Linked DNA regions of Macaca mulatta: region 1 is linked to region 2. Evidence: chromatin contacts called from public Hi-C data. All regions are on one chromosome and are shown on one strand. Each heading gives the region's core, a stretch centred on a gene start, on an enhancer-like site or on the middle of the called end of the contact. The rest is flanking DNA. Distances are from core to core; before and after follow the strand shown.

Region 1 (5,934 bases), core at 2,070-4,569, 110 kb after region 2:
AGCTTGGGTCTCGAACTCCCAGGCTCAAGTGAGCCTCTTGCCTCAGCCTCCCAAACTGCTGGGATTACAGACATGAGCTGCCTCACCCAGCTAATGAAAGATCTTACTAATGAGGCTGGGTGTGGTGGCTCACACCTGTAATCCCAGCACTTTGGGAGGCCAAGGAGGGCTGATCACGAGGTCAGGAGTTCAAAGAGATCAGCTTGGTCAACATCGTGAAACCCTGTCTCTACTAAAAATACAAAAATTAGCTGGGCGCGGTGGTGGGTGCCTGTAATCCCAGCTACTCAGGAGACTGAGGCTGCAGTGAGCCGAGATCACACTCCTGCACTCTAGCCTGGGCAACAGAGCAAGACTCCGTCTCAAAAGAAAAAAAAAATCGTACTAATGAGAGACACTACACCTGAGTAGAGATATGTGGGCCTATGAAACTCTACTACTAAATCTAAAGCTGTGCTAAAAATCTGTTAATTATAGAGAAAAAACACCTTGGATATACCCTTAGCTATTTACTCAGAATAAAAATATTTTGCCAAAATAGAGGATTTAATAACACACAAAAATTATGATCTTCGAATTATATTGTCTATAAGTAACTATTGGCATTGTCCCATCCACTCTTTCACACATTTATGACTGCTTTCCTGCTACAGAGACTGTGGAGCTCATAAAGCCACAAAGATATTCACCATCTGATCCTTTACACAAAGTTTGTTGACCCCCGCTACCACCTCCCTTGACCCTGGTGACCATCAGGTTCAGCTCTGCCATGTTAGGGCCTTGAATGTAGGGGAAGCCCACGCCTCACCCGCAAAGCAGAGCCCACTTACCCTGGGTGTTGGCAGGTCCAGCACTCCATGCCCCATAGCCTGCAAGAAGCACCCCGTGAGTTAAGATTCTATTTGTCACACCAGAGAACGGGTCCTTTTAGGGGTACTCCTAAATGGATCTCCTTACAGTTCAGTGTCAGCCTTACAAGAAGGAATACCCCCCCCAACACACAAAAAAGCCACCCCACAGCTGGCTAACGGCATCATCGCATTCCACTTGGCTGAGATCAAAGCAGAAAAAGAAGGGTGGGAAGTGGGCTTGGAGGTCAGCTCCGCCTGCAGAGGGACCTTGGCCAAGTACCTCACCCCTCCAAGAGTCCATCCACAACTGAGGCTAACACAAGACAATCCATTCAGCATGAGGACACATTCCCCCACCCACCACACAGCCAGGAAACCAGTTCCGACTACTATCACAAGTACCCTGTAACTGAGAACGAGCATGGGAATTTGGTGACATAAACTGCATCTCTCTAAGCCGCACTTCCTATCACTTTTAAGCCCTCCACGGATCCCCTGGACCTTTAAGTCCCAGGGCCTTGGCCTGGCCCTAAGGCATCAGACTGCACTCTTCGACCCTCCCAACACCCCCCACCCACTATGGGATCTGTCTGGTCCCTCCAGGAAGGAGGATGGGAACTGTGTTCTCTTCATTTCTGTGTCCCTGGGGCCCAGCACTCAGCTGCGCGCGGGTGGCCACCATGCCTGTTAAATGACTTCACTTTGATGAGGCAGGAACATACCCATGTCTCCCTCACCAGAAAAAGCCCCGCCGCTAAGTGCCTAGTGTGTGCCGATACACTGCAAGCACCCAGCAAACCCTGTTGTCCCGAAGGCCATTCAGAGACAAGGGAGCTAGGCTCATGGGTTACGAGACTTGACCCAGTCATAACCGCTGAGTTTTGCCCTCTGCTATGCTATGCCTTCCCCTCCGTCATACCGCAAAGCCTTCTAAATTTGCATCCGTGCAACAGAAAGGCAGACTGCAGATTCTAACAGCAAGTAACCAACCTCGAGAGGCCGCTTCCCTGTGAAGCTCTAGTGTAAGCAGCACGCATTATTAACCTTAAAACGCTCCCCGAAACACAAGAAATCGGGGAAGCTGAACTATCTCCACTGTGTCTGAAAGGTTTTCGGGAGGTAGGAAAAGGGGATTTAAAAAACCTCTCCAAACTACGACTGAAAAAGACAATACCGGCAGAAAAGATCTGATGGGAAGGAAAGGAGAGAATGGTGAAATCTACCCAGGCTGTGGCAGACCAGGAGAGCCTTCGCTAGGACCCGGAAGACACCAAAGCACACCGCGCACGCTGCCGCCTCAGGACCGACCGCTCTCCTGTCTCTGCAATTTCTGGTGATAGGATAATTTTGCCCTGCCACTTCTCAAGATCGACAACTTCTTGAGCTCCTGCAGCCAGGATCAGACCACTAGCTTCTCTACACCCAGTCGAGCTCCACCCAGCGTGTCCCAACTATCCCCTGTGGGCAAACTTGGCTCCCAGAAGGCTCTGATTCCAGAGGCGGGGAGCAGGAAGCTCGAGAAAATCGGCCCTACTGCAGGCCAAGCGCTAAAGCCAAGCGGGGAAAGGACACGTTCCCTCTTGCACAACCCCTTGGCCCCTCCAAGCCACCGCAACGCACTGCCTACATGAGAATGGCCAATCTGTCACCAGCCCCAGGGCACAATCAGGTTTCCAGCTTTATACAAACACTCAGCATCTGCCCCTCACCATCCTGTCCCACGCCAGCACGCGCCGGCTACAGAGCTGGAGCCCAGCGAGGCTGACTCCCGCGCCGGCCGCACTCGGCCTCAATACGCAGCACCGGGGATTAAAGGCCCGACCCCGCGCAGCCCGACGGCTTCCGGGACAGGCGCCCTGGGCCTTGGGAGCCCAGCAGAGGCCCCACCCGGCCCCGAAGGCCTAGGGCAGGTCAGGAGAGGCGGCCCCAGCGGTCCACCCGTGGCCCCAGACCCAGCGCCCGGAGCCCGACCTCAGGACCCCACGCTGTAGCTCCGCCCCCTAGCGCCGCCATTTTGTGGCGTCTTCGGAAGAGGAAGCCGGGAGTGCAAACCCCGGGGTCGCCGGGGGCCGGAAGGGCCCCGCCGAAGGTGAGGGACAGAAACGGCCCGCACAGCCCAAGGCGCCCCCCATGAAGCCCACCGCGGCGTCTGCCCCAACCCCGAGTCCCGCCCGCCTCTTCGGGCCCTGGCGGCCAATCCGCACGCAGCGCCCCGGGAGCGACGGCGCCAAAGCCCAATGAGCGGCGCGCGCGCGCGCTCTGGCCGCCTCTCTGCAGGGCCCGGCTGCGGCAACCACACTCCGGACGAAGGCCCGGCCCGCGGCCGTCTGCGCAGCGGCTGCGTGGCTCGCACTCAGCCTTCGCTACCTACTCTGCACCCAGCAGCCTACACAAACCTCCGTAGCCCTGGTCCATGTCTTCAACGCGGCCCACCAGCAGCCCCTTTTACTAGGAGACCACAGCACGCATGCGTTCAACGCACCTCCGCCGTCGACTACTGGAAGACTAGGCGCACACGTCACTACTTCCGCGCGCTCCCATTGGCTGGCATTCACGAGGGTCCGCCCTCACCGTCCCAGCTAGCCTTTCGGGCTGCGAAGCTCCACCTCCGCAGCCTGTCGGGAGTTGTGGTCCCGCAGCGGTGCCCGAGGGCCCGGCCCGCGCGAATGCGCGCCCCGCCTCTCGGCCCGCGCCCCGCCCGGCCCGCGCGGCACCGTAACAGAGAAACCGGGAGGTGGGATGGGAAAACTTTATTAGGTTTGGCTTCCAGCTTCGGCCACGCGGGCCCCGCCCGCCCCGAGCTCGGGTCACGGGACGCCCCCGCCGCCCTCCTCGTCGTCCTCAACGTCGAGGCCCGGGATGCCGCGGATCTGGCGTTGCAGCGCCCCTCCCAGCAAGGGCACGGCGCCCTCCTCCTCCTCCTCTGGGGGCGGCGGCGGTGGCGGCGACACGGCGCCGGGGGCTGGCTCTGGGGGCACGGGAGGCTGCACCGGCGCGCCCTCTGCACCCTCCGAGACCCCTGCCGCTTCGCCCTGTGCCCCCTCGTCCAGGGCACCGCCCTCAGCCTCCTCCTCGGGGCTGTCGGTGAAAGGGTTCTCGCCCTGTGGGGAGGGGCGCGGACACTGAAGTGAGGGAGCACAGGCAGGGACTGAGGTGGGGACAAGCCCAGGCCAGGACCAGCGCCTCACCTTCAGGTAGCGCTCCAGCTTCTTGCTGATGAGCTTGTTGTTGAGAATACTGCGGGCCACCATGAGCGAGGACTTCTTGGACTGCTCCATCATGAGCTGCGGGCAGGGCAGAAGGGGCTGGAGAGGCTGCTCTGAGTGCCCTACAAGTTCCCGCCCCGACCCTGCCAGTTTAGAGGGACGCCCCCCTGCCCCTCCACCCACGCTTCCACCCGCTTCCACCCGGAGCGCAGCCCCACCAACGGAGGGCCACTCTACAAGCATGGAACCACAACCTATCTGATCTTTGTTCAAATTCCTTCTCCTTCCACACCACACTTACTGTAGGTAATTAAAAATACAGATCTATAGATCTCTATATATCTTTACGGCTGTATTACAGAAATCTGATTTGCTTACAAAAAAGCTATAAGCAGTGAACAAATTAAGAAACTAAGAGCCAAAGGTGCAACCCATAACAAGGTGCCAACTAGGCTAATAGGCAAGGAGCACTTTGGGACCAACGGGGAGGGTATAAAAGCAGGAACAGATATTTAATCAAACATGTCTTTTTAACCCACAGAATTCCAAGAATGAAGAATTATTCCCAGTCATGCAAGGTTGAAGAGACACTTCTATGCTGCTGGGAGGATCAACTGTTTCCATATTTTTTGGAAAGCAGTTTGACAGAATGTATGAAAAGTAAAAATCTGTTTCATTAATCCCTTCCCAGAACCTATCCTAAATTTAAGAATTGGAAACATACGTGCACACTGATTGTAGTGGTGAAAAATGGGAAAACACCTAAACGTTCCTCAGTGCAGAAAAGGTTAAATAAATTGTACATTCAAAAGAACGTCATGCAGCCCTTCAAATCGGGCTCATCTCTCCAATGGCAAAAGAAAGGTGTATAATATAGTACTGTCTGCAAAGCATGCCAGAGCCATTTTGTCTGGAAGGATTTCCGTCAGTATGCGGGGCCATTTCCTCATGGTGGGAGTACAGGCAAATCTCACTTTGATCATTATAAAAACCGTAAGCTAAAAGGAGGATATTTTTGGCGGGGTGGGAGAGCCCACTGAGTCCCGCCCACTCCATTTACATGTTTCAGAAAGCCTTCTCACTTGCTGCTTCTACTCTCTCCATCTTCATTTTTTTTTTCCTTAGCACGTTTTCTCTACTACTGGAGGAAAATATTAACAGACATCATACATGCTCATAACAAACTAAAGATACACAATTAGGATACTACTATAGACCGTTCCTCAGTGACTCTTTCTCACTTGCCAACACTTTATCCTCCTAGCTCTGGATGCCCAGATGACCACACCATAAATTCTCCCAACTGAGGCACATTTATATTGCTTCCACATTTTCTCCACAATAACCCAGCAACACCAGAATAAACCTGTACACTTCCATGCTGGTGCTTTTAATTCTAACCAGGTTTGGTTTCAAAGTGATAGTGCCCAATTAACTGCAAAACATTTCCAAGTCATGCTGCTTCCACCTGTGTTAAAAACAGTGACCTGGTCCTCCTGCCTGCCCATCAGCACTGGATGTTGTCACTGTGGGGTATTTTTGCTGTGAATGAAAGACAGAAGAATCTGTGCTGCTGCTTCCCACGGCATTTCCCTGTCCACCGGCAACTGAGTGCTCTGGTAAGCACACTGGACCACCCGCCCAGAGTCTGTAGTTTTCTAACTATTTTCTCATCTTGGTTTTATTTTTCACATTTAAATTTTCTTTTTTTTTTTTTTAGACAGTCTCGCTCTGTCACCCAAGCTGGAGTGCAGGGGCTCTCAGCTCACTGCAACCTCCGCCTCCTGGGTTTAGGCAATTCACATGCCTCAGCCTCCTGAGTAGGCGCGCACGCACCACCAGCTGATTTTTTGTTTTTTTAGTAGATACAGTGTTTT
Region 2 (5,454 bases), core at 1,828-4,327:
GTGACAGCGCCTACTTGGCAAGAGTGCCCCCCACCCCCGAACCACTTGAGACAGGTGTGTTTTGTAGGAGAGACTGGGCCATGCACAACACACACCTGCTCTTCCAGCCAAAAGCAAATGAGTGCTGGCGGATGATGGGGGAGGGGGCCTGCAGTGGAACACCCACTCTGCTTTAACTGAATAATCTCAACTTAAAATATGTACACTAGGCTGAGTTTAGGCACTTTTTTAAAGCAACATGGCATTATCCCAAGGAAAGTGACAGAAAAAAAACTGCCAAGGCCCACAGAGATGTGATCCCACGAGGACCTCAGCTCGCTCTGCTGAGGGTGGCTGTGCCCTCCCAAGCCTCACCTGGAGCTTGCGGGCCATGGCCACCACCTCGTGGTCAGGAGGGTTGTACTTATAGCAGTTGGAGAACATCAATCGGACGTCAGCACCAAACTCCTGAGCATCACGGTACTCACGGGCCTCCAGTTTAGACTGGAAAACAAGACAGGTCCCTGTTAGCTGTGTCTGCCCAAGTGACCATGGAGAAGTAACTGGCAGCAGACGAAAGAGCTGCCTAGAGGAGCAAGTTGGTTTCTTGGCTCTCAGTTTTGTCAAGACTCTAGTGGGGGACAGGCCATCATCCCAGTTCTCAGCCTCAGGGCTGGGACTGGCCCTGCCAGCATCCCAGCTCATCTGCCTGGCTCACAGGCAGGTAGACTCAGAACCCACAGGAGGTGGAGCCTGAGCCAGAACTGAGGGGGAGAACTGATGGAGAGGGCTGGGCCCAGCTCATCATGATGACACAGTACAGGAGCTCGTCAAACGGACACAGCACTGTTCTTTGCTCTGCCTGCCCCATGTTTGGGACTCCACTCCCAGAAGAAGACACACGTAGTTAAGTTTTAAAACCAAAAAGGTCTCAAAACACTATGGTGAAAATGTCGGCACTTACAGCGTGCCTCCCACACAGAGGAGATAGCAAGGCCTTCCCCACCACAAAGAGGCTGGCAAGGCCGCCAAGTCCCAAACTCTCATGGAGCATCTACTGTGTGGGCAAGGTACCCGGGGCCCCGGGCAACCAAGGCCAGAGGGCTTGTCTTGCTTTTCCTCAGACTAGGGGAAGGGGTAGCACAGCCATCCACAGCCACAATGGCCAAGCACAGGGTCTCAGAGCACGTCCCACAGTGGCCAGCAGGGGGCGCTCAGTTTCTTCGAGTTGACAGGAAAAGCCCACGCAGCCACCGTTCCAGGCCTAGGCCTCCTCTTGGACTGGAAAGGCTAGGAAGGCTCTGATGTGGAGGGACAGCCTGCCCACCTTGTCCCTCCACTCAGGCACATCTCGCTCACCTTGATTGTGCTCATGTCCATGGGGTGCTTGATGATGTCACAGTAGTCGTGCAGGCCCAGCGCCTCCACGTCCACAGGCTTGTAGAAGGGCCAGGCATAGGCGGCGTGCTTCTTGGCAAACATCTCCTTGAGGATGCCGCTGCAGCACTTGAGCTGCTCTGAGACCTTGCTGCTCTTCTCTGGCGCTGGGTGCTGCTGAGAGTCGGGCACGTCCTTCTTTGGAGGTTTCACAGGCCGGCTGCTCTCCCGCCGCTGGCCCAGCTTGGTGGTCTTGGGCTCCGGGGGCAGTGAGGGTGGCTCGTGAATGGGGTCGATGGTGGTGGGGGTGGTGGTGTCTGCTTTCCTCTTCACTCCTTTCTTTGTCTGCCAAGAACACGGACGCCAACAGGCACAGTCAGAAGTGGCAGCCAGCACAGCTGCCCTCAGGGTCACCCCCAAAGCCATGCCCTGTCTAGGGGCCCGACATTCACGCAGGATGGACCCAAAGATAACTGCACAGGCAAAGGGCCAAGGACAGGCAGACGGTGTCCCACCACTCTGCTCTGCAGCTGGGACAGGACCTGCCTGTGGCAGGAGAAAGCATAAAACTGTGTGCTCACTTGGAAGCCAAGGGACCTCTGGAGGCTGCTTACTACCTAACACTAGGGCCTCTTCCCAAGTGCCCAGGGGAGGCACAATTCAGAGACTATTTAGATGGCACATCTGCAAATATGTACAGTCTAAATTAGAGAGGGGCAGGGGGGCAGGAACCCACTAGGAGGTGTGACACAATTATGGGATCTTTTGAGTCAGCAGGGCAGCTGCTTCTGGGCTGCAATTTCAACACAGCAAGATCTCCCCAGAAACACCCACCAGTGCCCAGGACCCAGGACAGGCTTTGTGTAAAGCATGGGCAAGGACAGGGTTGCTCTCCTCCCTGGTGACAGCAGCCCTCCAGAGTCCAGGACACTCACCTTCACAGGCTGTGGGGTGGCTGCGATGATAGGTGGGTGGCTCTGTACAGGCTGGGGAGCTGGAGCGGGTGGGGGTTGTGGCTGGGGGGGCACCGGCGGGGGTGTCTGCAGTGGCTGGGGAGGCACCACTGTCATGACAGGGGTCTGGACGATGAGGTCTGGGGTGACGGCAGGGAAGGGGTGAGGCGTGGCCTGCACAGGAGGAGGATTCGGCTGAGGGGTCTGGGTCTGCGGAGGAGTTGATGCTTGAGTTGTGTTTGGTACCGTGGAAACGCCAGGTTTTGCTGTCCCTACGAATCATAAGAAGACAGGGAGTTACAGGCCATGCTAACGTCCACACGCTGGTTGACCTTGTGGGGACACACAGCACACACAGTGAGCGCACATCTGCGTGCTGCATTTGCCTGAGAGATGAACATCCCAGACTCCACTCTGCCAAACCCGTCCACCTGTCCCTGGGGCTCAGAGAACAGCAGAAAACCGCACTTCTCATTTCCTAGGGCGTCCTGGCTGCAACTCCCAACTCAGGCACAAAGACCCCTTCATGAAGCCTGGAGGCCTAGGCTCAAGGAGCAGGAAGCACACGCTGACAGGGGACAGAGAGCGGGAAAACACTCAGAGCTTCCAGGCACAGCTGCCCTTGTTCCCAGAAGCACTGCCTTCTGAGTAAGAGCTTCTGGCAGGGAGCCGGCAGTAGCTGCCCTCGCCAAGGTTTCTGGAAACTGGCAGACCCCCACCTCCTCAAGCCACAGGGGGCAGCTGGACTGTTGCCATTCATGACTGCCTCCGGCGCTGCCTCCCAGCAGCTGTGCAGGGAGTCCAAACACACAATGGTCACGTGGCTCACCCAACCAGCTGCAAAAAGTGAGGGATTATGGTCAGAGCTCTAACAAGAGCGGATGGCCCAGGGTGCGAATGCCTGGGAGCATAACCTGGGCCACCACATCCTTCGTGTGCATGCTGGCTGCCATGAAAATGGACAAAGACACCCAGTGCCCTCATCTACCAGCTCAAGCAACACCCATGTTCTCTGTGCATCTCAAGGAGCAAGGGTGAAATTCCGCTGAGTTTCCCATTTCTCATTCCCCCGGCACAACTGCTGGACTTCTTCCAGACTGGAACAGGAGGTGCCACCAAGTCTGTCTGCCCAGTGTGCAGCCCAAACCCCTGGTCCCAGGGAGTGAGGACCAATATCCTCATGTAAGGATAAGGGATGTGACTTACATGAGGATCAGGGATGTGATCTGATATGTACAAGAGCCACAGGGTGACATGTGAGACTAGTTCTCCTTATTTACCTTTGGGTGCAGCAGGGGATGCAGCAACCCCCTTTCTGCCACCACTTCAGAACAGCATGGGAAGCCAGGTGAAAGGCTGCTGCTCAGAGAAGCAAACAACTCACACTCAGGGACCACCTTGCAAATGTCACCCTTCTGCAGCATGGAGTTGCAAAGGACAAGATGTGGACAGTAGCTGCTGGTTTCCTAGACAGAATCATTTCCTGGAGTGCGCAGCTCTGCCAGCTGGCCCCTGGAACCCTGTGTCAGTTGGGGGTGGTGACAGGCAGAAATGGATGCGGAGGGCTTTCATTTCAGATGACTGAGCATCAGAAGCAGGGATAGCTCTGACACCAGTGCATTAAGGTAATTCCAATTCCCAACCTCAAGGTTTAGAACTGAGAGTTAGTTAAAATGATTTCTGGTCATGTTAATGTCCTTAAAATGGAAAAGTAAAAACCACCTATGATACTGGTAGGGTCAAGTGTTCAAAAAATGTCAAAGTGCTTTGAAATGTTACACTTTCTTTTTATCGTAAATCCATCACCTACCCTCAGAAAAGGCAGGGCCCAATTATTTCTGCTTAGAAGAGGCCACAGGGCCACATGACCCTGTGGGATGGATCCAACACCAAACCCAATCTCACATGTCCAAACACGGCATGCAGTATATAATGTCACCATCTTCCTGCCACTCCCAGCCCCCCACCGAACTTGGAAAAGGGACAAAGGTCGGGGAGAAAGCCAATTTACTTGCTATTTCAGTACTCTACCTGCTTCTTTCCTCCCACGTCCTCTTCCTTTTGCCTGGACTATCATGATCTCGGTTTCTTCTGTGGGTAGTTCATTTATTTTTTGCAAGAAGAGCTTTTCCAGAGCTTCTGCCATTAAGACTATGTCATCTCCAGGCTGGATAAGGAGACACAGGGGTAGAGTCAGATGGCCCTCCCCTCCCCACCTTTGTAGACAGGGCACCCCATGCCACCCCCTGCCCCCAAAGCATGAAGCGTCGTATTCCGGGTCCTTCCCCGATCTGCACCCAAAGGAGCCACAATGGCTACACTACCAGGTATCACAGAGGCTTGTGTTCCCACAGGTGTGCTGAGCCTACACTTGTCTACCTACACCTCCCTCATCTTTTAAGCTCTGGCCTGTCTGAGAAGCCATCCTAATGCCTTAAGCATCTGCCAAGCTCAGCCAATCACTGAAAGGGGCCCTCCTTTGACACAATTCAGTTTCACCAGAAATACTTGAATGACACAGGATTTCTTGCCATGATACATTAGCAGGGCCCCAGCAATGCTCCCCAATGTACCCCCATGGCAGCTTACCAGGACTCTGGGCACTGCACATCTCACACTAGTTTAGGGGTCCCACTCTTGTCACCTCATCTATAACATGCTGTTCCCACTCAGTTCTAAACTGAGAGCCTGGTCTGCACATTTTGCTCAAACCTAAGTGGTGAGAGCTGAGACTTTAAAAAACACAGTAAACTTCAAGAAACTCACCTACCCATCTCTTCTGGGCATTTTTACCCACTACACCAGCAGAGGTCAAAAGCTGAGTTCTGTATAGTGTCTCCCTCCAGAGTCGTTCTATTTGAAAGGGTTGATTTTAATCACATCTGTGGTCTGAACTGTAAACAAATGATCTGGCTTCATGGCACAGCCGAGCCGAAAGGTTTGGCTACGGGGTTAGGAAGTGACCTTCAGGTCTACATGTAGGATCGGGGGGACACTTCATCTATGGCCAAGAGTTATCGACAGTCATGTCCACAGTTCCAGCAGACCATCACCCACAGAGCAACTGAGCTCTGCGCCGGCCCCATCACACCCTCTCTCACGTGGAGGTCTGTTTGGGCACACCTCTGCACAACTACATTTTAGC

The links. Hi-C and Micro-C count contacts between places; a contact is called where the count stands out from the background.
Region 1: a Hi-C map of fetal cortex germinal zone shows a contact between it and region 2, with 3 times the contacts expected there. The contact joins the promoter of AKAP8 here to the enhancer-like site in region 2. A contact is called at or near these places in 6 of 14 Hi-C or Micro-C datasets (CD4 T cells, blood, fetal cortex germinal zone and 2 more).

What each region holds. Positions count from the first base shown.
Region 1 is chr19:15,961,421-15,967,354 of T2T-MMU8v2.0, forward strand. It overlaps AKAP8 (A-kinase anchoring protein 8), which reads right to left and starts at 3,320. Exons shown (of 13, transcript XM_077978119.1): 1 at 3,248-3,320; 2 at 802-869. It overlaps AKAP8L (A-kinase anchoring protein 8 like), which reads right to left. Exons shown (of 14, transcript NM_001260986.2): 13 at 4,040-4,135; 14 at 3,588-3,952. The coding sequence ends at 3,659. The region is part of intron 2 of LOC144336816 (a long non-coding RNA gene); the gene reads left to right.
Region 2 is chr19:15,847,349-15,852,802 of T2T-MMU8v2.0, forward strand. It overlaps BRD4 (bromodomain containing 4), which reads right to left. Exons shown (of 20, transcript XM_077978092.1): 4 at 4,341-4,476; 5 at 2,292-2,581; 6 at 1,339-1,701; 7 at 355-483. All of the region lies in intron 2 of LOC144336816 (a long non-coding RNA gene), which reads left to right. Among named protein-coding and RNA genes, the nearest start is that of EPHX3, 32 kb to the left of the region's middle. Within about 2 kb of position 3,078, at least 7 of the 40 cell types and tissues checked have an H3K27ac peak or open chromatin away from gene starts, as enhancers often do. A contact at or near this core is called in fetal cortex germinal zone, where this site is marked.